Linked DNA regions of Mus musculus: region 2 is linked to region 1. A link is a contact called in public Micro-C data. All regions are on one chromosome and are shown on one strand. Each heading gives the region's core, a stretch centred on a gene start, on an enhancer-like site or on the middle of the called end of the contact. The rest is flanking DNA. Distances are from core to core; before and after follow the strand shown. Region 1 overlaps Adam12 (a disintegrin and metallopeptidase domain 12 (meltrin alpha)). Region 2 overlaps Adam12 (a disintegrin and metallopeptidase domain 12 (meltrin alpha)).

Region 1 (6,578 bases), core at 3,303-5,802:
ATGGGAAGGGGCATAACTCTGCTTCCTCTTATGTGTAGACCTTTGCGAAAATACCAGGAGTGCACAGTTAAGTTTCTTAGAATCTTGTGACTGGGGTGGTAATGACCCTGAGGCATACTTTTTTGAGCTCAACGGCTGGAGAATTGATCAGCTTGGACGAGTGTCCTCAAGCTGAGAGCTGGTAGTCGGCCCAATGGAGAACTTCAGGAGAGAGAATCATAGGAGTCTTTGGGTTTTCTACCCTATGCTTGTGGGTGGCAGTGTTCATGACCTACAGCACTTGAGAGGTGTACTTCATCTTTCTAGGCTTCCATATCCTCACCCAAGTGTGAGGAAGAGATCAATGCTCCTAGACATCCCTCATATTCTTTGGCTACTTTCCTCCGTGCTGTCGTCAAATAAATGCCAAGAAACCTAAGGGATGAAGGGCTTATTCTGGATGACAGTTCAAGGCGATTATTCCATCAGGGAGGGAAAGACTTGGCAGCAGGAGCCGGAGGACCTCAGTCACTTCATATGTCCACTCAGGAGCAAAGAGTGAACAGAGGTAGGGCTGGGATAAAAACCCTACAGGGCCTTGCTCAGGGGTCCACTTTCTTCTGTGAGTCTCCACCTCCTAGAGGTTCCACGAGCTTCCCAGAGAGCATGGTGGCTGGGAACTACTGTGGGGACATTTCACATTCAAACCGTAGCACTGTCTCATCAGAAAAAAATGAGGTCATTGTTATGTTTTGGATATAAGATAGACCCAAAGGATCATGTGATAAATAAAGGCTTGAGAGTAACTGGATCATGAAGGCTCTGACTTTGTCAATGGATTAGGCCACCGAGGGAGTCATGATTTGGTGGCATTATTGGGACATGGCGAGGCCTGGTTGGAGGTAGGTGACTGGGACATCTTTGAAGTGGTCTCTGCTTCTTGAATAAGATTAGGATGAGATGAGAAGTCTTCTTCTAGTATGCCCTGTCACCATGATGCCTACCTTACCACTTCAGCTCATAGCAATGGAGCCAGCCCACTATGGAATGATGCCTCTGAAATCATGGAACAATGTCAAGTATTCCTCTGTTAAACCATTACTGTCAGGTATTTGGGGCAGAGATGAAAGTCTAGTGAATGAAGCCATCATTCGCACATACATTCCAGGATGAGTATTGTCTGCTACATACTTGTCTACAAAGAGGGCCTGAACAACTGAGCTTGGGAGTAAACAAACACCACAAAGTACCCGAAACCACCACCAACTTGAGAGCATTTAGCATAGGACCCAACACAGAGTAAATGGCTGTTTCTGTCTGCAGTGGTTTATGCTGTTGGTCAACGTGACAGGCTCTAGAGTCACCTTGAAGGCAGATCTTTGGGCATGTTTGTGAGGAATTTTCTACATTGGGTTAATCGAGATGGAAAGACACACTCTAAGCATGGGTAGTACCATTCCATTGGTTGGAGTCTCGGACTAAATAAGAGAAATCGAACCAAGTAATGGCATCCACTGCCTCTGCTTCCTGAGGACTCCCAGATGATCCCTGCTGCCATGAACTGTACTTTCAACTGTGAGCCAAAAAACAACCTTTCCTTCTTCAGCTTTTGTCAGCTATTTTATCATAGTAATAAAGAAAATAGCTAAAACACTGCCCTTGCCCACTGTTCTGAGTCTGCTGTAACACTCATACGCTAGAGATGCACATGGTTCCCTCCCTATGGGTCCTCTGTAATGCAGGCCTCACCCTTCTGAGGCAGCCCAACTCTTGCACAAGTACTGTGATAACTTGGTTTCCCTATCTGTTGTTTCCATTCCCAGGTCTGGTCAAGCAGAAAGGTTTTTCTGCCCTGATAGGCTCACTAGCAATCAAAGACACTTAGTAAATTTCTCTCTCATCTGCACATGCATGTGCTTGCATGAGTACATGTGTGTGTGGAATTGAGAGAAACCCCTTAGCTGTCATTTCTCAGTTATTAATTACTTTTTTTAAAAAAAAAAAGTTAATTCCTCTCATGGTCCTCGAACTTATAAAACAGCTTAGTCTGCAAAGCCTCAGGAACCAACATGCTTCTTCTTACCCAGCCCTGGGATTACAATGAGTACCACCTCCTGTTTCTTCAAAAATGTGGGGCTTGGGGAGCCTCATGCTTGCAAGGCAAATGCTTGACTGAGCTATCTCTGTAGTCCCATCTAGTGTTTCTGAGGCAGAGGCTATAACCCTTTAACATTACCCATCAATACCATGTTCTTGTTGTAAATGCTTTGCAGGTATCTGCCTATTTTAATTCTAGACCTTTCATGGGACACTCAACTACCCCTATTATAGTTAGAGAAATCAAGGGATAAGAAAGCCAAGATTCTTTCCCAGGGCTACACTGCTTGACTTTCTCCCTAGTCTTGTCTTCTCGGGTTAAAATGTTCTTATCCTCTTGACGGCACCTAGTTCTGGATGATATAGTTTTACTCTGTAATTAATTTTCCTCCTAAAATCAAGCCACACTCACCAGCCACAAGGGTCAATGGCAAGCACTTCCTTTCCTACTGGAAACTGGAAACAGAATTGTCCAAGTTGGAGTCAGTAGTGGATGGATGGGGAGCGCCTGTCAAAGAGCCTTAGAAGGCCTTAGAAAGCCATGCTGTCTTTACCTTTGACCCAAGGTCAATGTAAAGTGCTCCAAATGCAACTTTGAATTCATGGCTTCATTGATTAAGCATTTTTGAGCCAACAGCACTTTGCTAGTATAAAAGACACAGTCCCACTTGTCTGGACTATTCACTTTTGGAACAGAACTCATGATCTACTCCCAGGCTGAGAGTCTGTCTAGGGCAGAACTGCATCTTGATATTCATGCTGGCTGGCTATCCTCAGACACCAGGGAGGAGGGAGTGAACAAGCAAATCCCACCGTGTGACCTGGGTCTGTCTTCCACCAGGCTCTTTATAGTCTTTTGATGCTGTAGTTTCCTGCAGAGGAATCGCAGATTGTATAAACAGGGGCTCTTGGTCTGGGCTCCAGAGGACTACAGGATGTCCCTGGGAGCTGCTGCTCACACAGGCTCACCTTCACTTAAGTAAACCAACATTTGAGTGAGAACAAGCAGCTCTTCCTAGAGTCAACCACAGGGGTGAAGCCGACCGACCCTCTGCTCACATGTTTACTGGGAGGTCAGCAAGGGTGAGGTAGGTGTGCAGGCATTTGTCCAAACTAGTCGAATGTCCAATAATAAACATCGTTATGGAGAGAATGTGCAAGCTAGTTTTCTTCTTGTTATATCAAAGTTTTCTTAAAAAAATTTTTTAAAGAATTTTTAATTCTTCAAAGCTTTTACACTTAACATTTTTCTAACTCTTTTTTCCCTTCTTTCTTTTCTTCTTTCCTTTTTAAAAAAAATGAAAAATGGAAAATTAAATGATTGACTCCTATAGGGTAAAACCCTTGCTTAGATGGAGCCGTTACTAATGTATTGTCACTAACTGAAACTTTATTGACAGAATTGTAGATTAACACACAGTTGTCACGAGGTATCTCTGGCTGGGGAGAGACGAGATGACTCAGCAAGATAAAGGTGCTTGCTACCAAACCTGACATCTGGTTTGACCCCAGAGACTCTTATGTGATTGGGATGTTCTGCCCCACCCCCGTTCCCTGGGACATTTCTGGGGAACAACTTTATCCATGCTGAGATGGGAGGTGGCAGGTCTTGCAAGCGAGGCCTGGTCATAGCTGCTTTCTTGAGACGGGGCAGGACCATTCTGATGCCATTGTGGAAATACATCATAGAACAACTGTGCACTCTGATTGAACATAAATCTGTTTCAAGCTCCCCTTTCCTCTAAGCTGTCCCTGGGAACTCCCCCTCACAAGATATGTTGTTTTGTCAATTTTTCTTTTTTAGGTCAAAAAAGAGAAAAGGAGGGCGTGGGGGCGATGCATACATTATGCTTTGAGTCACCACAGTTTCCTCAGCATTAGGTTTGGCCGCGCTTTTACAACTGGTATCTATCAAAGGGTTTTCATCTGCTTGCCAATGTGTCCTCTGTCCTCATGACTCATGGTGGGGACTCGTTCCTTTCAGCTTAATCTCCACTAGTTTATCATTTCTCTTGTTCCCAGGGGTGTTCCTGGAGGGGGAGCGTGGTGCTGGAACCCAGTGAACTCAGACACAAAGGAATTACCAGATTTCTCTTTGTGTGAAGAAAGGCAGCGAGTGGCTCTGTTCATGAGTGAGCCTGCTTGGAGATTACAATGAGGCATCTGCTTCTTATACAGCAGAGCGGGGCAGGGTTGAGAAACATCTGCCCCAGACAGGTCTTCTGATAGATAGCTCTTGGATTCACTTGGACTGATAACATCCCTTGGGGGTGGGGATGACAGGGTCTCCTCACACGCCATCCTGCTTGTGCTGTGGAGACTCCCTCATGGCAGGACACTGGGAAGAGGAGTGGAGAGCCTGGGATAAACTGTGATAAGACATGGTTCCTGTCAGGCCTGAGCTTGTACAGGCTCTGTGAGAGTAGCCTCTGGAAGGACTGGTAGGTCCTAAGCATTCCTGACTTCTCTTCCCTGGAGAGCTCCCATCCTGTTCCTGGAGACAGGATGTCCTTGAGTCATCACCAGCTCATCTACTCCATGCTGTGCTCAAGCTGAAGATTCAGCCCAGTTCTTGGCCCTGGCCCAGGTCTCCCCTAAGCAGTGCATCCTATCCCCTGACCCCTGCCTTCTTTTCATAAGCTTCCATCTTCAGAATGGGTAAAAAGTTGGACTCTGCAGGTCACAGGTTAGGGTCTGGATCTAGTGCTATCACCTATCAATTGACTCAGTTGGTCATTGTGTCCTCTGGAGAACAGGGACAGCTGTCATATACACTGCACAGAGCTGATGCCAGGGAAAAGCAGACAGTTGGAGAGAAGTGCCGCTGAGCACATCCAGGGCTCCATCGTGGCTGACTGTTTTCTTTAGCATTAGGCCCCGTCTGAAGCCTGGCCCCAGGGATGCTCTTCTTCCCTCCCGCACTCCCTGTGAACAAGGTAACAGAGTCCGCCTGGAGTGATTCTGCTGTGCAGCACTGGTCTGACTTCCCCAGCTTTGTGCCGGGCTGTAGTCCACACTGTCCCGGGGATTCCCATGGAGCATCCGCAGCAGCCACACTCTTTAGGCATAAAGGTCCTCAGCTGTTTTGCAATCATGTTCCCAGGCCACGGTCAAGCTACTTGACACACTGCCATCTCTGGGGAGTACTTTCTCCTTTCTGGAAGGACTCCTTGACATGCTCAGTAACTTCTAACACAGCTTTAAAAGTGTGCCAACTAGAAAAAAAAACAACTGTAAATTAGACACATTTTCTGCACTTTGACTTGAGCTCCGCAAGATACAAATTCATGGGTTCTTGTGTCACATGCTCTTGTCAAGAGTCACTGGCGGCATCAGGAGGAGGCACACACTGAGTGCCTTGATCAGTCTGGGCATTTCTAAAGTCTTGTACCAGCTCTTACTTTATTCCATAGGACCCTCAATGTGGCCTCGTTGGTTGATAGCCCTGAGGCAAGTACTGGGTGGTGGCTGGGGCAGGTTCCTTCTAGAATTACTGAGACAGTATTGGTGGCTAGAAGCTGGCTTAGGCTTGCTTGTAGATGTGAGATGTTGCTCTTTTTTTTTTTTTTTCCAGACAGGGTTTCTCTCTGTGTAGCCTGGCTGTGCTGGAACTCCCTTTGTAGAGCACGTTGGCCTTGTATTTACAGAGGTCCATCTGCCCATGCCTCCAAGTGCTGGGATTAAAGGCATGAACAACCACACCCAGCCTGCTACTTTTTATCCTAAGGAGTTGAAGCAGGTTGGTGACAACTTTGATTGTGTTCTGAGTTCAGTTCATGCTTGTTCTCAGGCTCAGCTTCCTCCTGCCCCTACAACACACAGTTGCCTTCAAAATATAGCCTCTTTATCCCAGAGAGAACTGGCAAAGTCCAGGGAGGTTCTTTCTGCATCAATAGTCTATGTCAGTGGTCACAGTGTTCACTTTTAAAAAGTAAGGGTTCAGGCTTCCAAGAACACTTACATTTAAAATCCCAACAGAAAGTGGGGCTGTCTATGGTAACTGACTCTGCATTTACAAATACCCAAACACATTTGCCTCCAATGCATGGGAAACTTCTCATCATCAGCCCCCCCCCACCCCCAAAGCACATTTCCCATGATGCTGTCTCCTAATATCACAATCTGGCAGTAAGATAACAAGGCAGGCTGAAACTGGTCTATAAGGCACCTGAACCAAAGTGGCAGATATCCCTTTTGGACCTTGGCCAGTCAGTGTGGTGGGGTGGGGATGGAGGTAAGAATTGGTGCAGGCAGGAATGGGGCACCTGACAGAGCATTTATATTCTTCAAGGAAGGGTCCAGTCTCCCACCTCTTCCAACTGGAGGCTGTACTTCTCCTGATCTTCCACAGTGTTTTCACCCTGCTAACTTCAGATCAGCTGGGCGCTCTGAGAAAAAAATGAAGTTCAGGAAAAAGGAGATGAATTGATTTCTCTTCTTAGCATCTAGATGACTGTAGTGAGAATTTTGGAGTTTTGGTTTCTTTGAAAAACATAGAAATA
Region 2 (6,053 bases), core at 71-2,570, 93 kb after region 1:
CAAAAGCATAAACACTGGAACATGAGATCTAAGATATAGAAGGAAAGAGAAACACCCCTGCACCTTTGATGCCCCATCTTGTATTTTGGGAACAACACTGACAACCATTCATTAGACTTAGGATGGGATGGTAGCTCATAGAACCTAGAACTTAGGCCTTCTGAGGTGGGGGTGGGGTGGGAGGCTAAACTCAAACCATCGAGTGAGCAGTGGTAGCCGTGCCTCTCTGTACAATTTGAAAGGAATGTGTATTTCTTCATTCAGTGCTTACCATAGCCCAGGAAGGGGACTACCTTTCCATTCCTTAGTGGTGAAAAATAAAATATATCCAAAATAAAAGATTTCCTAGGTTCCTTCACAGAGCCACACAGATGTCCATATTCTGGCACTTGATTCAAGCCACCTGTCATTTTCATAACCATAAAGTGGGAGAATTATCAGCCCCCTTGACGCACTACATCTACCCAGGTGTGACCCAAGAGGAGACAGATGAAATACAGGTCCTTATTTTCTGTCCTTGATATCCTTGGGAGATAAAGGTACATTAAGGAGGTGTCATATATGTCTGAATACATAGTCTTAGCTTGTTTTTTGTTTTGTTTTGTTTTGTTTTGTTTTAAAAACAAAACAAAACTATTTCTCATCTCATCCTTCTTCCTGCCCTCTTAGCAAATTGCTGTCTTGTTTGATCCTCTGTAACCAGTGGCTTGGACCTGAGATGGGACGAGAAGAAAGTCAAATGAAAAGCTTCTCCTGGTAGCAAGCAGAGTGGAGAAGCAGGCAAAAAGACAGTGAGATTCATGAGGACAAACTGGCAGAGGGAAATAAGAGAGGAACAGAACTTCCCATGAATTAATGGCGCTCAAGGAACACGAGTTCCCCCATGAAGAGGTGGCATAAAGCTTGGGGGATCAAGTTAACGAGTCATCAAAATTTTGGTGTCATTTAGGTGATTGCTCTCCATCCCCTAGGTAGTAAATGAGTGGAGAATTACATTGATGTGACATCACAGAATCCATTCCAAAAGTTGCAGAGATATCCAGATGAGCATCTGCGCCATCGTCATGCTCCGCCGTATAACCCTCCCCTTATCAAAATCAATAAGCATGGGGGAAAAAATCTAGTGTGTGCTCCCAGAAGGTGCAGGCAAGAGGAATTCTGTTGACACCTCTGCTGGCGGAGAGGCAGCTTCCGGAGGAGTTCATGTCTGACTGGTTCCCCAGCTGTTCTCCGTTTGCCCCTGCCAGGAGAGGATGGGAACAGCTGATGTCCTCGCCCACAGCTTAGCTTGGCCCCATCATTTGCACATCCACCCCTGCAGCTGCCAAGGCAAAGAATGACCTGCCAACGGGAGAGCAGCTGCCTGATTTCCTGATGAATATTCTCAGGACTGGAAGCTGAGACCCGGTCCCCCTGGAGCGGGTTCAGTTTCTTTCAGCACATCCCTAGGATTCGCATGCTCTACATGCTCCGAGGTGAGAGCCTGCGTCTGGTTTTCACACCATGGTAACCCCCAGCTCCTAGCCCAACTCTTGGATCACAGTGTGCAGGAAGGAAACGTGTTGATTCATATGCGGCCTGCTGGCTCGGAAAACATGGTGACCCCGAAGAGGACTTGCCACTGAAACACATGCAAATGTTAAACGTGACACCCACATTGAAGGACCCATATAACTGAACTTGAGAGAAAAGGAAGAGAATTAGAGGGAATTAAAGGAATTCTAAGCAAAGACATTCGGACACTTCAATACCTTGGAAGCCAGGAGGTCTGGTGGATACTGGCCCAACTCCAGTCATGACAGAAGTATGACTTGAACACAGAGGAGATTGACAGCTAAGACACTTGACTAAAACCAGGGCCTGGATTAGGGGTTTAGTGTTGGGCACAGTGCTTGCCTAGCATATGAAGCCCTGGCTTCCATCCCTGACACCACAATCTCCCCATTAAAAACAAAAATCTAAACAGATCCTTGAAGGGCTGTCCTTCCCAAGTTTTTATAACTTGGGGGTTATAAAAACAACTAAGTTTCTCAGGGAACCTGCAATCTCTCAAGTCACTTATTTTCACCCCCATATCTGTTGAGTTTTAGATAGCAGGCTCAAAAAAATACCAGCACTGCTGACAATGTCCTGACTGCCAGTCTGGGCTCGGCTCAGGCTGCAGGCTGACCAGGTAAAGAGAAGGATTGCCACCTAAAGCCAGCATTACCCCTATTTACCCTGTTCAGCCAACTACCTCCTCCAGTGAGCATTGAACTTCTGATTGACACAAGCAAGCCTGTAACAGACCTAAGTCTCCACACTAGTTCTCAGGCTGTTCTTACCCATACCACAAGCTGTTCTAGCTCGCATGCCTCTCTTAAAATAGGCAAATCTTTCCTACCTTTTTCCTGTCCTTTCTGATCCTGGAGAGACAGCAGTGGCAGTTTGATCCCCAATAAACCTTTTTATTTTTTATTTTATTTTTTTTTTACCTACAGAGTGGTTTAGTTCTGTGGCTTCACTGTGCCCTCACTTACACTAGGGACTCAGAACTTCATGTCTTTGCCACTTGGGCGTACAGAACAAGCTTACAATAAACATGTGGTATAAAAGTTCCAAGTTGGGGAATAGTGTGCAAGAATGGCTTCAGACAAGTGAACACCCAGGAACCTGTTAGTCTTAAACAATCTCTGCTCTACAGGAAAGTTCCTGAATTTACAGCATGGCTCATAGTGTACAGGAGAAGAGGGCTGAGAAAGGGAAAGCAGAAACCTCTGAAAGAGATGAGCTGTGATAATAAAGAAAAATAAGATTTTACTCTAAGCTCTTGAGGTTCTGGGAATTGGCCAGTGAAACAATCTGGAGGGAATGACAATATCGTATACCTAAAGACGGGAAGAGCTTGAAGGCAACCTCAATGAAATGAACGAGTTATCACTTCAAAATGTATCTAGCGAGTTTGAAGAACAAAATGAAGCTTTCACAAATGAACATTTAAAAAACATCGGGAAACATAAAGTGAGTCAATAAGTAGTCCAGACAGTCAACTAGGCACAGCTAAAAGGAGAATTGGGAAGATCAAATCTAGTCTTAGACATGTTACCTGTAATAAAAAGAAGGTAAAGAAAGATCAAGGTATAAGCAGAAGCTATGAACAGGGTCACTGACTAACAAGGTCCAATGGCAAAAAAGAGTTTCAAATCAGGTAATAAAGGGAAGGATGAAGGTTAATCATCTTTATCATGGTCTGGATTCAAGAAACTCAGGCAATCCAGGCCTGCTGGTATAGGTCTTAATCCCATTTACCTGGGCAGTTAAGGAAGGGGGAATCACAGGTTCAATATCTGTCTGAGCTATGGAGTGAGTTCAAGGTCAGGTTAATCAACTTAATAAGAGTCTACCTTATTCAGCCAAAGACAGCTTGGGATGTAAAGTGGCAGTACCTTTGTGAGTATGTCTGAGGCCCTAGGTTCAATCCTGAGTACCACAAGAAGACAAAGGAGAAGGAAGAAACATACGTGAATGAAAAAAAAGAAAGAGAAGAGGAAAAAGGGGGGTTAGAAAGACCATGGGTGTGGTAGTGACATAAAGCCAGGTATAAATGATAAATAGAAATTATTCCTTTTCAGCCATACACTAACACAAATTCATATTGACAAGATTATAGAAACATGTGCACACACATGTAAAAATACAGACCAACAATGAAAAACTGACATATCTAGATAAAAAGACAGATCCAACAAATAACTGTTACTCTAAAGAGACCAATGCCACGTCAGGGAAGGCTGGGATACACCAGGGGATCTCTACTTGCCTGAGGGAAACAACTGTCCATCTAGAATTCAACACAGAGGTAAGCCTGTGAGAGAGTTACAATGGGCATCTTTGGGGACAGCAAACACAGTTTGTTCATCAGAGACTCTCAGTGGAAGACAGCTTTAAGAAGGAGTGAGCTGAATGCAGCAGCAGAGAAGATTTGGTTATATTGGATGAGCCAATCTAAGTGTTGGATGACAACACCAGACCAGAGTCTCTTATGGCCCCACTGCATTGTTTTAAAGTTAAAGACAGAAAGACAGACAGACAGACAGACAGACAGACAGACAACGCTACATGCATACAGATGTCCTTGTAGGCCAGAAGAAAGCATCAGATTCTCTAGAATTGGAGTAATAGGTGACTTTCAGCTTCCTGGCGTGGGATCCGGGAATTGATCCTGGGTCTTCTTTCTGTATGAAGAGCTCATAAGGACTGTTGCATCTCTAAAGTTCTCCCACGTCCAGCAGTTTGAAGAATACATTAGTTACTCTGCCTGTTGCTGTGACAAAAAACACTTAGGAAATGCAACTTAGGGGACAGGTGGCCATTTTGGCTCACAGTTTGCAGTGTCAGAGAAGCCATGGGGATAGGAACAGCCCACGGTTGTGAGAGAGGGAAGCCAATGTCTCTCACATCTCAGGGAGCAGAGATGGGCGAGTCGTGGCGGGCGCTCAGCTGTCTTCCTGCTTTTCTCCCTTTTATTTAACCATGGTCCCCAGGTTGTGGGATGGTACCGTCCACTTCAGCGATCCTTTCCTCCTCAGTTAACCCTGTCTGGATACACCTCACATCACATGGGTGATTCTCCAAGAACCAACCTGTGGGCCACAGCCCCTTCAGGGGTTAAATGATCCTTTCACAGAGATTATATGTCAGATATCCTTCATATCAGATATTGACACTATGAGTCATAAGAGTAGCAAAATTGCAGTTATGAAGTAGCAATGAACATAATTTTATGGTTGGAGGTGATCACAACATGAGAAATGATATTAAAGTGTCACATTATTAGGAAGGTTGAGAACCACTGTCCTGGAAGATTCTAAATCCTGTGTTAACAGTGATGATCAATTATAAAAAGTAGCATATGTTTTAAAAGAGCAGAACTGAATTACCAAGCAATAGTGATAACGAAAACTCGGAAGTGCAGTGGGAAGCATCCACCCACGCATAGCCTGTGCCACTGTCTGAGAGCAAGCGAAGGTCCTCTCCAGACTCTGTTAGTGAAGTGCAAATGTGGCAAACCCAACAGCAATAGTGAAACTGTGCATCTAAACTCACAGACCTAAAAGGTGTAAGGAGCCCTTTAGCCATACAGTGGGAGACGAAGGAAAGAAAGCAGGCATCTAAGAGGACAAAAGCTAAGTTTATTTTCATTAAAATTAAAGAGAAAGAGAAAGAGGCAGACAGACAGACAGACAGACATGTGTGCTGTGTGCTCCTATTTACCCTGCAATGAAGGCTCTGACCCGTCTGAGGAGAAAGGAGGATTAACACAAAGAATTGTGATAATTCTCAGAGGACTTCTATAGAATACACATTCTACTAATGTCAATAAACATTAAGCAAGATCACCCACCGAGTTAAAAACCAATACCCTAAATAAGTTAAAGATCAGAACAACAAAAATGGTCTATTCATAATAAAACAAGAGTACCCAGAGCTGGTACCTGTAGAAACTGGGTCGTAGACACAGGGGGTTACTAGGGTCTACTTCTTTGTTTTTGTTTTGTCTTCCATATTAAAGATCTAGGGGCTAGAGAGATGGCTCAGGAATAAGAGTGGTTGCTGATCTTCCAGAAGTTCCCGGCACCAGGTTCCATGCTCCATGCATCCAACAGTCTCTTCTACCTTCCGTGGGTACCCTGCACTCATGTGGCAAGACACATTCATCGACACATAAATAAAAATCTAAAAATAAATCTCCAAACCAAACCAAACAAGAGTTAAAGATCTAAATATTAACAACTAAAAGTGCCCAGAGCATTTAGACAGAACCCCTTCAAAGCTATGCAAGGACTCTCGGAAGAAAGTCATTTAAAGCATCCTGAATATCAGCAAAGAGAACGAGTACGTAGAAATGCCAATGTTTGTGATCAGAGCCTTGAGGTCACAAGAATGCTCATTCTCTGCCAAATTAACTGAGATCTCAGGATGGGAAGTTATGTAAGCCCTACAGCAAGGTTCTAGTAGCCACACAAAACACCAGAACAATCGAGATATTTTGAAAGGAAAGACAAAAGAAAGTG

Evidence for each region. Hi-C and Micro-C count contacts between places; a contact is called where the count stands out from the background.
Region 2: a contact with region 1 is called in a Micro-C map of muscle stem cells, with 7 times the contacts expected there. The contact joins two enhancer-like sites. A contact is called at or near these places in 10 of 484 Hi-C or Micro-C datasets (the 3T3-L1 cell line, 3T3-L1-derived adipocytes, the C2C12 cell line and 6 more).

Annotation. Positions count from the first base shown.
Region 1 is chr7:134,110,484-134,117,061 of GRCm38.p6, forward strand. The region is part of intron 3 of Adam12 (a disintegrin and metallopeptidase domain 12 (meltrin alpha)); the gene reads right to left. Among named protein-coding and RNA genes, the nearest start is that of Gm51501, 61 kb to the left of the region's middle. Within about 2 kb of position 4,553, at least 79 of the 459 cell types and tissues checked have an H3K27ac peak or open chromatin away from gene starts, as enhancers often do. A contact at or near this core is called in muscle stem cells and stem cell-derived neural progenitor cells, where this site is marked.
Region 2 is chr7:134,206,816-134,212,868 of GRCm38.p6, forward strand. All of the region lies in intron 1 of Adam12 (a disintegrin and metallopeptidase domain 12 (meltrin alpha)), which reads right to left. Among named protein-coding and RNA genes, the nearest start is that of 5830403F22Rik, 15 kb to the left of the region's middle. Within about 2 kb of position 1,321, at least 13 of the 459 cell types and tissues checked have an H3K27ac peak or open chromatin away from gene starts, as enhancers often do. A contact at or near this core is called in muscle stem cells and stem cell-derived neural progenitor cells, where this site is marked.